Regions from separate parts of the Zea mays genome. Here region 1 is linked to region 2. Evidence: chromatin contacts called from public Hi-C data. All regions are on one chromosome and are shown on one strand. Each heading gives the region's core, a stretch centred on a gene start, on an enhancer-like site or on the middle of the called end of the contact. The rest is flanking DNA. Distances are from core to core; before and after follow the strand shown. Region 1 holds the start of LOC732740 (Serine/threonine-protein phosphatase 2A 65 kDa regulatory subunit A). Region 2 holds the start of LOC100282958.

The links. Hi-C and Micro-C count contacts between places; a contact is called where the count stands out from the background.
Region 1: a contact with region 2 is called in a Hi-C map of tassel, with 2.8 times the contacts expected there. The contact joins the promoter of LOC732740 here to the promoter of LOC100282958 in region 2. A contact is called at or near these places in 3 of 25 Hi-C or Micro-C datasets (ear, leaf and tassel).

Annotation. Positions count from the first base shown.
Region 1 is chr6:73,878,857-73,884,627 of Zm-B73-REFERENCE-NAM-5.0, forward strand. It overlaps LOC732740 (Serine/threonine-protein phosphatase 2A 65 kDa regulatory subunit A), which reads left to right and starts at 3,738. Exons shown (of 13, transcript NM_001112369.1): 1 at 3,738-3,879; 2 at 5,036-5,446. The coding sequence starts at 5,054.
Region 2 is chr6:73,284,541-73,290,426 of Zm-B73-REFERENCE-NAM-5.0, forward strand. LOC100282958 reads left to right here and starts at 1,634. Exons shown (of 5, transcript NM_001155863.2): 1 at 1,634-1,835; 2 at 1,927-2,127. The coding sequence starts at 1,692. LOC100273436 (putative cytochrome P450 superfamily protein) reads right to left here and starts at 1,359. Exons shown (of 6, transcript NM_001147873.1): 1 at 978-1,359; 2 at 426-641; 3 at 1-142. The coding sequence starts at 1,322.

The DNA.
Region 1 (5,771 bases), core at 2,488-4,987, 600 kb after region 2:
CTTGCTTCCATTCTCTTATTATAAGCTTCGTCATCTGAAAGACAATTACCTTGGAGGAAAGATATAATTTCAGTCCTCTAATCTTCACTGTGTACTGGGAAAATTGCAAGCACTGCTCTCTCCATAAGTTCAACCGAAGGTGCTTTTATTGTCTCAAAAAATACTTCCGAATGTAGTGGGAGCCTTTGTGCCGCTGACTTAGCTAACAGATCAGCATGCTCATTTTCCCCTCTTAGAATATTCTTGACAGAAAATCCTTCGAAAGAAGCTTCGAGCCTTCGAACTGTGTCCAAATATTTTTCAAGCTTCGAGTCTCTGGCCTTGCTACTTTTGTCAATATGACCAGAAATGACTTGAAAGTCAGTTTTAAGGATGGCCCTTCTTATTCCCATTGCCTTTAACTTCCGAAGCCCCAATAGAAGTGCTTCGTATCCAGCAATATTATTTGTACAACTAAAGTCAAACTTTTGCTGCATAACATGTTCTGACTTTAGAAGGGGCAACTAGGACAGCAGTCGCTCCTGCACCGAAGGTTCCCCAGGAACCATCACAAAACACTGCCCAAGCTTCAGCGTCTTTATTTGTTTCTTCTTCCTGAGCCCCTGGCGTCCAATCAGCGATGAAGTCTGCTAACGCCTGTGACTGAATTGAGGATCTATGCACATAGTCAATACTGAATTCGTTAAGCTCTACAACCCATTTTCCAATCCTTCCAGTAGCTTCTCTGTTCCTCATTATGTCCTTTAGAGGCTCTGTTCCTCATTATGTCCTTCAGAGGTTGTGACGAAGGAACGATTATGTGATATGCTTTAAAATAATGTCGAAGCTTTCTGGAGGCCATTAACACAGCATACAACACCTTCTCCAATTCTGTATAATTTTTTTTGATAAACTTAAAACTTCGGAGACGAAGTACACTGGAGCCTGCTTTTTGATTTGGCCATCTAGCTTCTCCTGTACAAGAGCCACACTAACTGCAGAGTGCAAAGCTGCCACATATAAGAGTAATGGAGCCCCTAGCGAAGGTGGAGTTAGTGTCGTTAGATCGATCAAGTATTGCTTCAACTCTTCGAAAGCTTTTTGCTGAGCTGGACCCCATTGAAAAACTTTGGCTGACTTCAGTATTTCAAAGAATGGCAGATTTCTTTCTGCTGATCTGGATATGAATTTGTTTAATGATGCTAGTCTTCCTGCCAGTCATTGGGCCCCCTTCTTTGTGCTTGGCGGCTCCATCCGAAGGATAGCTTCAATCTTGCTCGTGTTGGCCTCAATTCCCTTCGTTGATACCAAACAACCAAGGAATTTGCCCTTCTTCACCCCAAAAACACACTTTTCTGGATTTAACTTAAGGTCAGCTTGCCTGAAATTGGCAAATGTCTCTTGCAAATCAGCAATGTGATTTTCTTGCTTCGTGCTTTTTACTATGATATCATCAACATAGGTCAGTACATTACTGCCTATTTGAGAATGAAGGACCTTGGTTGTCATTCTGCTAAAACTTCCTCCAGCATTCTTGAGCTCCTCAGGCATCCGAAGGTAGCAATAGGTGCCACTGGGAGTTATGAAGCTAGTCTTCGGCTCATCTTCCTTCTTCATCCAAATTTGGTGATAGCCTGAGTAGCAATCCAGTAGACTCATGAGCTCTAAAGAAGCTGCTGCATCTACTAGAGAGTCTATTCTTGGCAATGGGAACTCGTCCTTTGGGCATGCCTTGTTGAGGTCTGTGAAATCAATACACATTCTCCATTTACCATTGGCCTTCTTCACCATAACAGTGTTGGCTACCCATTCTGGGTATTTCACCTCTTTGATGACACCGGCACTAAGAAGTCTCTTTACTTCGTTCCGAGTACCTTCAGTTTTGTCTTCAGACATCTTCCGAAGCCTTTGTTTTCTTAGCCTGAAGGATGGATCCACATTGAGTGAATGCTCAATAACATCTCTGTTGACACCACAGAGATCATTGGCTGACCAAGCAAAGACATCTTTGTTGTTGAATAAAAATCTTAGCAAAGTCTTCTCTTGCTCATCAGATAACTGAGACCCCAACAAGTACCCTTTGTTCTGCTATATCTTGACATAGAAACATAGGCTTCGGCTGATCTGCCGAAGTAGCCTTCTCTCTTTTGTATTTGTACTGCTGACAGGCTTCATCTGCATCTATGTTATGGATTGCTTTTGAATCTGTCCAATTTTCTTCGGCCCTTCTGGCAGCTTCTTGACTCCCATGAACAGTAATGAGTCTTTGTTTCGAAGGTATCTTCATGCATAAATATGCTGGATGAAGTATTGCTTCGTAGGCATTGAGTGTCCCTCGACCAATGATTGCATTGTAGGGGTATTCCATATCAACAATGTCAAAGATAACTTGTTCAGTCCTTGTGTTGTGGACATAGCCGAAGGTAACTGACATTGTGATTTTACCAAGTGCGACAATCTGCCTTCCTCCGAAGCCACAAAGAGGGTGTGTAGCATCATGAATCTTGTCTTCTGGCTCTTGCATCTGTCTGAAGGCCTTAGCAAATATGATATCCATTGCAGGCCCGTGTCAACCAGAACATTATGGACCAGAAATCTCTTGATGACATAAGATATGACCATAGCATCATTGTGAGGGTAATCTTTGAGCTGAAGGTCCTCCTGGGAGAAGGTGATTGGGATGTGAGACCATTTGGACTTGATGAAGGGTCCCTGCACCTCAACATGCTGCACCGTTCTCTGCGCTTCCTTCTTCTGCTTCTTGTTAGCCGGCTCTGAACTTGAACCGCCTATTATCGGGAGCACCAGCTTCGTAGCCGAAGGTGCTACGACTTGGTTGTTGAACGAAGCCATCAGCTCAAAAGTGGAAGTGAGTTCACCGGAGGTGGGGCGCCAATGTTGGGGGACTTGTTCTCAAATTCTATGAGTTAAGAATAAGGCAACACAAAAGAGGTTAATAGTTAATGCCCTTCGTCCTTCGAAGCATTATTTCCCTTAGGGTATAACGATCTTCGGACGAAGGTTATGAAGGACATACCTTCATCATCACAGTATATGTTAATGAAAGAAGAAGCATATAAAATATGAGAAATAATATAAATAATCATATGCCATCATTAATATATCTTTATTATATCATCATGGATGAATAAGAACAATATTGAATTACATTTGTACCTTCGACTTAACAGAAGACAAAAGTACAAGCGTGACGTACGAGCGAATACAAGCCAGCGTGAACAGTATGGGAGTACTGTTCACCTATTTATAGGCACGAGACGCAGCCCGATCAAAATTAAATTTATGTCCTCGACAACTAGTTACAATCATGACACAAATTATCGTGGACCGATTGGTCTTTTCCTCTTTAAGTCGGTGCAGCTCTTCGTCTCAAGGTATGTCGCTATGTCGAAGCTCCCTGGATGGTAGCTTCAGCATGCACCTTCGCGTTGTATTTGCTTATGTGCTGATATTTCGAAGGTGTTTATTTTTAAAGAAGCTTCGGCGACGAAGCAGACCCCAATAACGATAGCCCAATACAATTCTATTTAAAACCAATCGAACTATGCTTACTTAGATCCACGAACGGACAGTGCCCGCTCGATTAAATTGGTACGATCCATAACGAGTCGGGCCGTGTCGGTACGGACGGCCCATTAGCCACGTAGAGTCGACCCGCCGCCCCGTTGTAGCCCCGGTCCCACCTCGCACGCCCTCAGGCCTCGACATCCACTGCCTTCCGTTCGTCTCAATCCCCCGTCGCATTCCGCAACACCTGCTCCTCGCCCCCTTCTCTCAGAGGCGACGCCTCGGGCGCTCCTACCCTGCCCCGTCTCCGGTCCCCCCGCGCCGTCGGCGAGGCAGCCGGCCGTCACAGAAGCCCGATCCGGACCCCGCGAGGTCAGTTGAGATCCCTCTTCTTCCTGCTCCTCCTCCCGCCGCTAGATCTGCTCACCTCACCACACCGATTGGCCACTTCCGATCGCCGCGCCGGTCCTCGACACCGCCGCCGCTGCCGTCGTCGTTCTGGAGTTCGGGCCTCCTTCGCTCGCGCGTCTACGCGTGGCTCCCATGCCAGATCTGTTTTTTTTCTGGTCGATTGCCTAGTTTTGGAATGGTTGCCCTGTTTTGAGTTCTCTTCTCACGGAACGGTTTGGATGCTGTGTGGTGTTGGTGGCTAGGTACGTTGGTAACTAGTTATCTGGATCAATCATTGCTCGTGCTGTGTTGTAGATGAGTAGATCGCGTCTGCGTCTGTTGTCCATATCGTTGTGTGCGTGGGCCCCTCGTCTCGTCATATCGAGATTCGCTCGTTTATTCAGGTGCTGCGAGCATGCAATTTTGTAGTTGATATGTCGCTACATAAATCAGATTTTAGAAACAACATCCAGGTAAAAATTTTATCCCGGGAATTTTCTCCACGCCTCCTGAGTGAGAAGAAGAGGCAGCCAAAGAAGGCCGAAGGCTATAAATAAACACTCTTGGTGTCTGGGCACCAAATGACTAGATTTATTCATGCCAAATTTTACTTTCGTGGAGCATTTGTCTCCACTCGATTCAATTCCTCAGAATGTTTAGATGCCTAGTGATGATGTTTCTTTCCTGAAATCACATTTACAGGCAATATAAATAGGAGCCTTTGTGTGGAATCTTTTCCGGGATCAATCAATTATAATCGTTTGAACTGAAGCCCATGCCATTTTTATTTGGGTAGTTGAGACTCACAGTAGCATTCAACATGCCAGCATGAATTAGTTAATTTTATTTGGATCACATATTCACATGTATCACAGAGTCAGTAGTATTCTTGTGTTCTTCAAGCAAGTCAACCCAGAGAGCTTTTAGTCATAAATTTGCAGTGGTTTGGTTCATCTATTCTTTGGTTATGCGCCATCAGAGATCTGTTTTTGTATATTCTATCCAAATGTTCCTTTCTAATTTGCTTCTATATGTTTATGCAACCAAAAGTTTTGTTAAACTTATTCTATTTTATTTTCTTAGGATTTTTTATATAGTTACAAAGCTCTTAATATTGTTTCCTCATTTATCAATTCAGAAATCCTTGTTATACCTGATGGCTATGATTGATGAGCCTCTTTATCCAATTGCTGTACTGATTGACGAGCTCAAGAATGAAGACATCCAGTTGCGTCTAAACTCCATTAGAAGACTTTCAACAATTGCACGGGCTCTTGGAGAAGAAAGAACCAGGAAGGAGCTGATTCCTTTTCTTAGTGAAAACAACGATGATGAAGACGAGGTGCTTCTTGCAATGGCTGAGGAATTGGGTGTGTTCATTCCGTATGTTGGTGGTGTAGAACATGCTCATGTTTTGCTCCCACCTTTGGAGACATTGTGTACAGTGGAGGAAACTTGTGTCCGTGATAAAGCAGTTGAATCTCTGTGCCGTATTGGTGCACAAATGAAGGAAACTGACATTGTCGACTGGTTCATTCCAGTAGTAAAGGTAAGAGGTTCATTTATAGAAAGTATTTGGTGTAATGTTATTGTAAATAAATATTCCGCCATTGTTACTGCATTTAGTATTTGTTGATGTGCTTTTGTTGGCTCAAACAATAAAAACTGTATTTCATGTCATATGCACTATTTATCTAATTTTCCTTTACCTTACTTGGCTAGTTCACTGCTTAGATGTGGCAATTATTTTCTCCACTTCCCATGCTTTAGTAATTTAATGTGTTGTACTGATAGGCCTCTTCATTTTGTTAGATGTAGTTGGCAGTCAGCTACGCTACATGGGTCAGATCGGCCGTGTTAGCGTGGTGTGTGTG
Region 2 (5,886 bases), core at 384-2,883:
AGCGGTGGTAGACAATACAGTTTGCCTCATCAAAGGCGTTGCTGAACTGAACACTGGATTTATCTGATCCAGATAGCGTGTTCAGCTCGAAACCAAATCCCACTTTAAAGATTGAATCCATAGTTGTTTTCATCAAAAGATCCTGAAAAAGGATGCATTAATATGATCCAATTTTTCTATCAAATACAAATATTATGTATTTTCTCGGTTCCAAATCATAAGACGTTTTAGCTTTTTTTAGATACATTGATTTTATTACGTATCTAGACATAGTGTATATCTATGTGCTTAATCTATGTATTTAAAAAAGCCAAAATGTCTTATAATTTAGAACGGAGGGAGTAGCACTTAACTAATATTTACCAATATGACCGTATTTACGAAGTAATGATATATATGCACTTTCATGTTAGTGATGTAGGTACCTGCATGTTTAGAATAGTTCTGTTAGCTGCTGCAGATGATATCTTATCTACCAGTCTTGTAGCATTTGCTCTGAAGACAACGCTGCTGAATTCACGTAGCACTTTGGTTGAGAATTCATGGCTTGCCAGCTTCCTCTGGTGCCTCCAGCTATCCCCATCTATTGCAAAAATTCCATCCCCGAAGAGATCCTTCATTACTCCAATATTGTAGGCTCCCTGTGTATCATTCTCAAATGAGTTCAAAATCATGTCCATAAGCTCATATTGTTGTAGCCTGCCATTTCAGTTGGTTGCATGGTTAAGTACTTAAATGATCTGGCAGAAAAGATGAAAAGGTTGAAGTCACACTTAAAAAAGTAATTTCAAGGGTGATGGTATTCTTGCTGAATCAAGTGTAGTGTTGTTTCAAGTTAATTGCAGATTACTGAAGTTCTGACACCATTTGATGCAGGATTTAGGCATCTGGCACATAATAAATTGAGCTACGTGCTGATATGAGACTGGTGGACATGGAAGGGGGGATAAAAGAGTTTGACGGGTTCGGGAAACCACCTTGCTGTATTTGCTGAAGTTGGTCCTGAGGACATGCTCAACGACAGCGGGGTCGGCTGTGAAGAGCTCGCTGTGTCCAGGGTAGACCAGCCGGCTGGTGCGATGCGCCAGCGCGTACCTGACATGCTCGTCGAACAGCCTGTCGAAGTTCTTGAGCTGCCGGAGCATCGTCCCCGTGAGCGGCGGCCGGCCCGGGTCTCTCCGGGCGAACTCTCCGGCGCAGAAGACAGCGAATGACGCGACGGCGCCCAGGACGTAGAGGGTGAGCACCAGCAGCGCTGCGGCAAGAGCTGACAGCAGGCACAGTCCTGCCGGCGCGGCGAGGGAGGGTAGCTGGGAAGCCATTGGAGAGCTGGAGCTGCTGCGGTGCAGAAGGTTGCCGCGCTGACTCAGAGCAAGATGGCAGCCAGTGAGGCAGTGACGTGTTTTTCTATCGACAGTAATACGTTATGTTTGGGCTCACATGTGCAGTGAGTGACGTTATGACATCCAGTCCACTACGGCACTACCCGCCGGCACAGAGGGCCTCGCACAGTCGCACTCTTTATTATAGCCACGGCCGGCCGGTGGACGACAGCACCACACCACCTCCAACTACCCGAGACCATCGACGAGCATCTTCCTGCATCTGCAATGGCTGCCGCTACCGTGTCCGTCCCCCGCATCAAGCTGGGCTCCCAGGGGCTAGAGGTCTCCGCGCAGGGCCTCGGCTGCATGGGCATGTCCGCCTTCTACGGTCCGCCCAAACCCGAGCCTGACATGATCAAGCTCATCCACCACGCCGTCGCCGCCGGGGTCACCCTCCTTGACACCTCCGACATGTACGGCCCGCACACCAACGAGATCCTGCTAGGCAAGGTCGGTCCGCTCGAATTAGATCTCTGTTTCCTGTGGCCCTTTTCAAGTTTGCACTGAAGATGTTCGATGTAATGCTTCTGAATTCGTGAAGGCGCTTCAAGGCGGTGTAAAGGAGAAGGTCGAGCTGGCCACCAAGTTTGCCGTCTCCTTCGCCGACGGCAAGCGCGAGATCCGCGGTGACCCGGCGTATGTACGGGCAGCCTGCGAGGCCAGCCTCAAGCGGCTCGGCATCGACTGCATCGACCTCTACTACCAGCACCGCATCGACAAGAAGGTGCCCATCGAGGTCACGGTGAGCGCGGTGTACCTTCTCCATTTGATTCCTTTGTTTGGTAGATGTGGCTGTCACCTGCGCGTGGTCGATGTGAACATACAAGTGGAAGCTGGAAATGCCGGCCGGGGTATTCTTGCACGTCAGTGAGTGATGGTGGTTGGTGGAGACAGGTTTGTTGGAGGTTGGTGTCTACAACATACGAGTGGTCTGTGGTTATAATAATAACATACGGGCCCTTGCGTAAATAATTGGCAAAGATGTCATGCTGGCATATAATGCAAGATTTCACTTCTATAATCTCAATCGCCATCCTGAATTTAACCTAGAAACAAAAGAAACCTCCCACCCTGTTTGGCAGAGCTCAAACCCCTAGAACTGGTGGTGATAATAAAACTAATGTGATGCAGACACCCGTCCTTGCAGTAACTTCTTGGACTTTTTTTATGTACCGTTGCATATACCAGCAACTGTATCTAGTGGCAGATCCAGGATTATATCTAAGAAAATGTAGACAAAACTAATAATCTAATTAATGTTTAATACGACACAAGTAACAAGATACAATTCAAATATCTAAGAAATATGTAGATTAAATACTCAATATATATCGCTCATATGAGTTGCGTTAGAAATATCTTTCTTTTGTTTCTTGATAAAAAATCTAACTATCCTATCCCTACAAACATAAAAATAATTTTATCAATTATTCTAGCAAATAATTGACCAAACCAAACTAACTAAAGTCTAAAAATCTAATGTGCTGGTGAACAACAATCTATGTTTAGCAAGTGAACAAATGAAGAATTATATGAGTCACAAAGTAAAGTCTAGACTCTAGACAGCTGACCATGAGAGAAAAAGAAAAGGGCCAGGCGCAGAGCCAATTCCCCTGTCACCTTGCCAGGCTTCAGTAACACGTCTCTTGCAGCATGCCAGCATGCACTGCAGCAACCTGCAGCCTGCACTGCAGGGCAGCGCGCTTGCCTGGCAGCTGGCGCCTAGCGCCCTGCCTGTGCGGGTGAGAACCTGGCTGCTACCTCCTGCCGTGCGTGGTGTTGTGTTTCCGACTACACCGTGACCGGGGCTGCAGCCCAGGCAGCCCCGGGTTCAGATCTGCCCCTGACTCTATCAATCATATCAGATATTGTATCCATCCACGCGTTGACAAATTATCGTTTCTTTTTGGCCTATTTATATTACTGCCAGTTCGCATATGATGTCATGTTTATAATTTCCCTTTCTCTTACAATCCATAATGCACCTTGTAAGCCATGTGTTGAAGTATATAAGTGGATTGCCTATCTTCTCCTTGTAAGTGAAGTAGAATGCAGGAATTGTGTCTTGTATTGATATAGTAGAGGTGCTGTTACATATATAGGGGAAGGCCAGAGGCAAAAGGAAACCTCCTAAACAAGGAAACAATAGGACCCTAATTGATCCTTACCATCCTGGACTCTTCCCCAAATCTCTCTCTATCCTAACCTGCTATACAAGGCTGACCGGCTGCTTATGGAAGCCAGGCATCACGCCTATATACAAGGCAATGAATATTGCTGTCTAACATCCCCCCGCAGTCGATACGTTTGTTGAGCGAACGTTGAGGCTGGACCGAAAATCAGTGAACACCGAAGACGACAGACCTTTAGTGAAGACGTCAGCAAACTGTGAAGTCGTCGGTACATGTAGGACACAAACATTGCCAAGGGCAACATGTTCCCGAACGAAATGAATGTCGATCTCCACATGTTTGGTGCGCTGGTGCTGAACGGGGTTGGAGGACATGTAGACAAAACTGATGTTGTCACAGTATACCAAGGTCTTCTTCGGCATAGGAGCATGCAATTCAGTCAACAGCTGTCGAAGCCAAGTGGCCTCAGCAACGGCATTAGCAATAGCACGGTATTCGGCTTCAGCACTGAAGCGAGAAACCGTATTCTGGCGCTTGGAAGACCAGTAGATCAGGTTGTCGCCGAAGAAGACAACATAGCCAGAGGTGGATCTGCGGGTGTCCGAACAGCCCGCCCAATTGGCATCAGAGTGAACAACCAACTCAGTTTGAGAAGTTGGTCGAAGAAACAGCCCCAGATGCAAAGTGCCTCTGATGTATTGTAGGATGCGCTTGAGGGCAGCCAAGTGTGGTTCTCGTGGATCATGCATGTGGAGACAAACCTGCTGAACAACATAAGCAATGTCTGGACGGGTGAATGTAAGGTACTGAAGAGCTCCTGCAAGACTGCGGTAATTAGTGGGATCTGAAACTGGAGTGCCATTAGAGGGGAGCTTGGGGTTCACCTCGACTGGTGTAGTACATGGCATGCAGTCACTCATATCAGCTCGCTCAAGAATCTCAATCATGTACTGATGCTGGGAAAGATAGATGCCTGAGGTAGAGTGCTGAACATGCATGCCGAGGAAATGGTGAAGTCTGCCAAGATCCTTCGTAGGAAATTATTGCTGGAGGGCACTGATACGTCGTAGTGTTGGCAGGGAGGAGGCAGTGAGCACAATATCATCCACATACAGAAGAAGGTAGGCCATGTCTGCACCCTTGTGATAGACAAACAAGGACGTATTTGTTTTACCTCAATGAAACCGAGCTGCAGAAGGTGAGAAGCGAATCTGTTGTACCATGCACGGGGGGCTTGCTTGAGTCCATAAAGAGAGCGGTTGAGACGGCATACATAATCTAGATGAGTGGAGTCTTCGAAACCAGTGGGCTGAGCACAGATGACAATTTCAGATAATGTGTCATGAAGAAAAGCATTACTGACATCCAACTGATGAATAGGCCATCCTCGTGAAAGAGCCAATGAGAGCACTGTCCGAACTATAGCAGTTTTTGACCACGGGACTAAAAGTCTCAGAGAAGTCGATGCCGGGGCGTTGAGTAAACCCGTGAAGGACCCATCGCGCCTTATTGTCACACCCGGCTTTAAAGAACAAAGCCAGGTGCATCTCATACATGCGCCAAGAAGACAACATATATAATAACAGAGTGTATAGAGATAAATGTCACAAAACATCAGAGTATTTATTACATAGCGGAAGACTTATTACAAAATAAAAGAATAAATATAAAACGAACTAAGGATCGTCGGCGCTAATGTCAACTGAGAAACTCCACCTAAATCAGATCATACTCCTCGCCTTATGGCTCCTCCTGAACCACCTGTTCTTCTCCTGTGGGGGGGTGTGCGACAGCAAGGGTGAGCTCACACATGATCATAGCTCAACAAGTTGTGGGAAACCAGTGGACATAAACTCACAAAGGTGTGAGTTCATGTGATGTGTAAGGCTAATCAATGATAGGGGTTAAAGCTGAGCATTGCTTTTAAGTAGTTGGTCCAAATTTTATTAGCAATTACTAAGTGTAAGTAAATACCAAACCTTAAGTAAAGTAATTGAACAAAATTAATAATAAACCCATGCAATGCAAATGACAAAATTGAATTTAAGTTCCATAATTTAAACATCAGAGAGTCCTGAGCTGCTCATGACCGTGAGCTCGGCTAGTATACCAGTTTTACACTCTGCAGAGGTTGTACCCTTTACCTACAAGTCATGTTACCCATCTGCCAAGGGGTCGCGACTCCCATACACCTCTACCTAGGAAGCGAGACAGGGCAACACTACGAGGCCTTTACAAAGTTCCACTAGCTTCCGAAAACCCGCTACAGTTTATGGGAAGAGCACTTGCAAGAATCCCCCGTCTGACCGCCATCGCAGCTAAATCAACCCGAGAACCTCCTTGCATGCAACTCCCCTACTGGCCTTGCC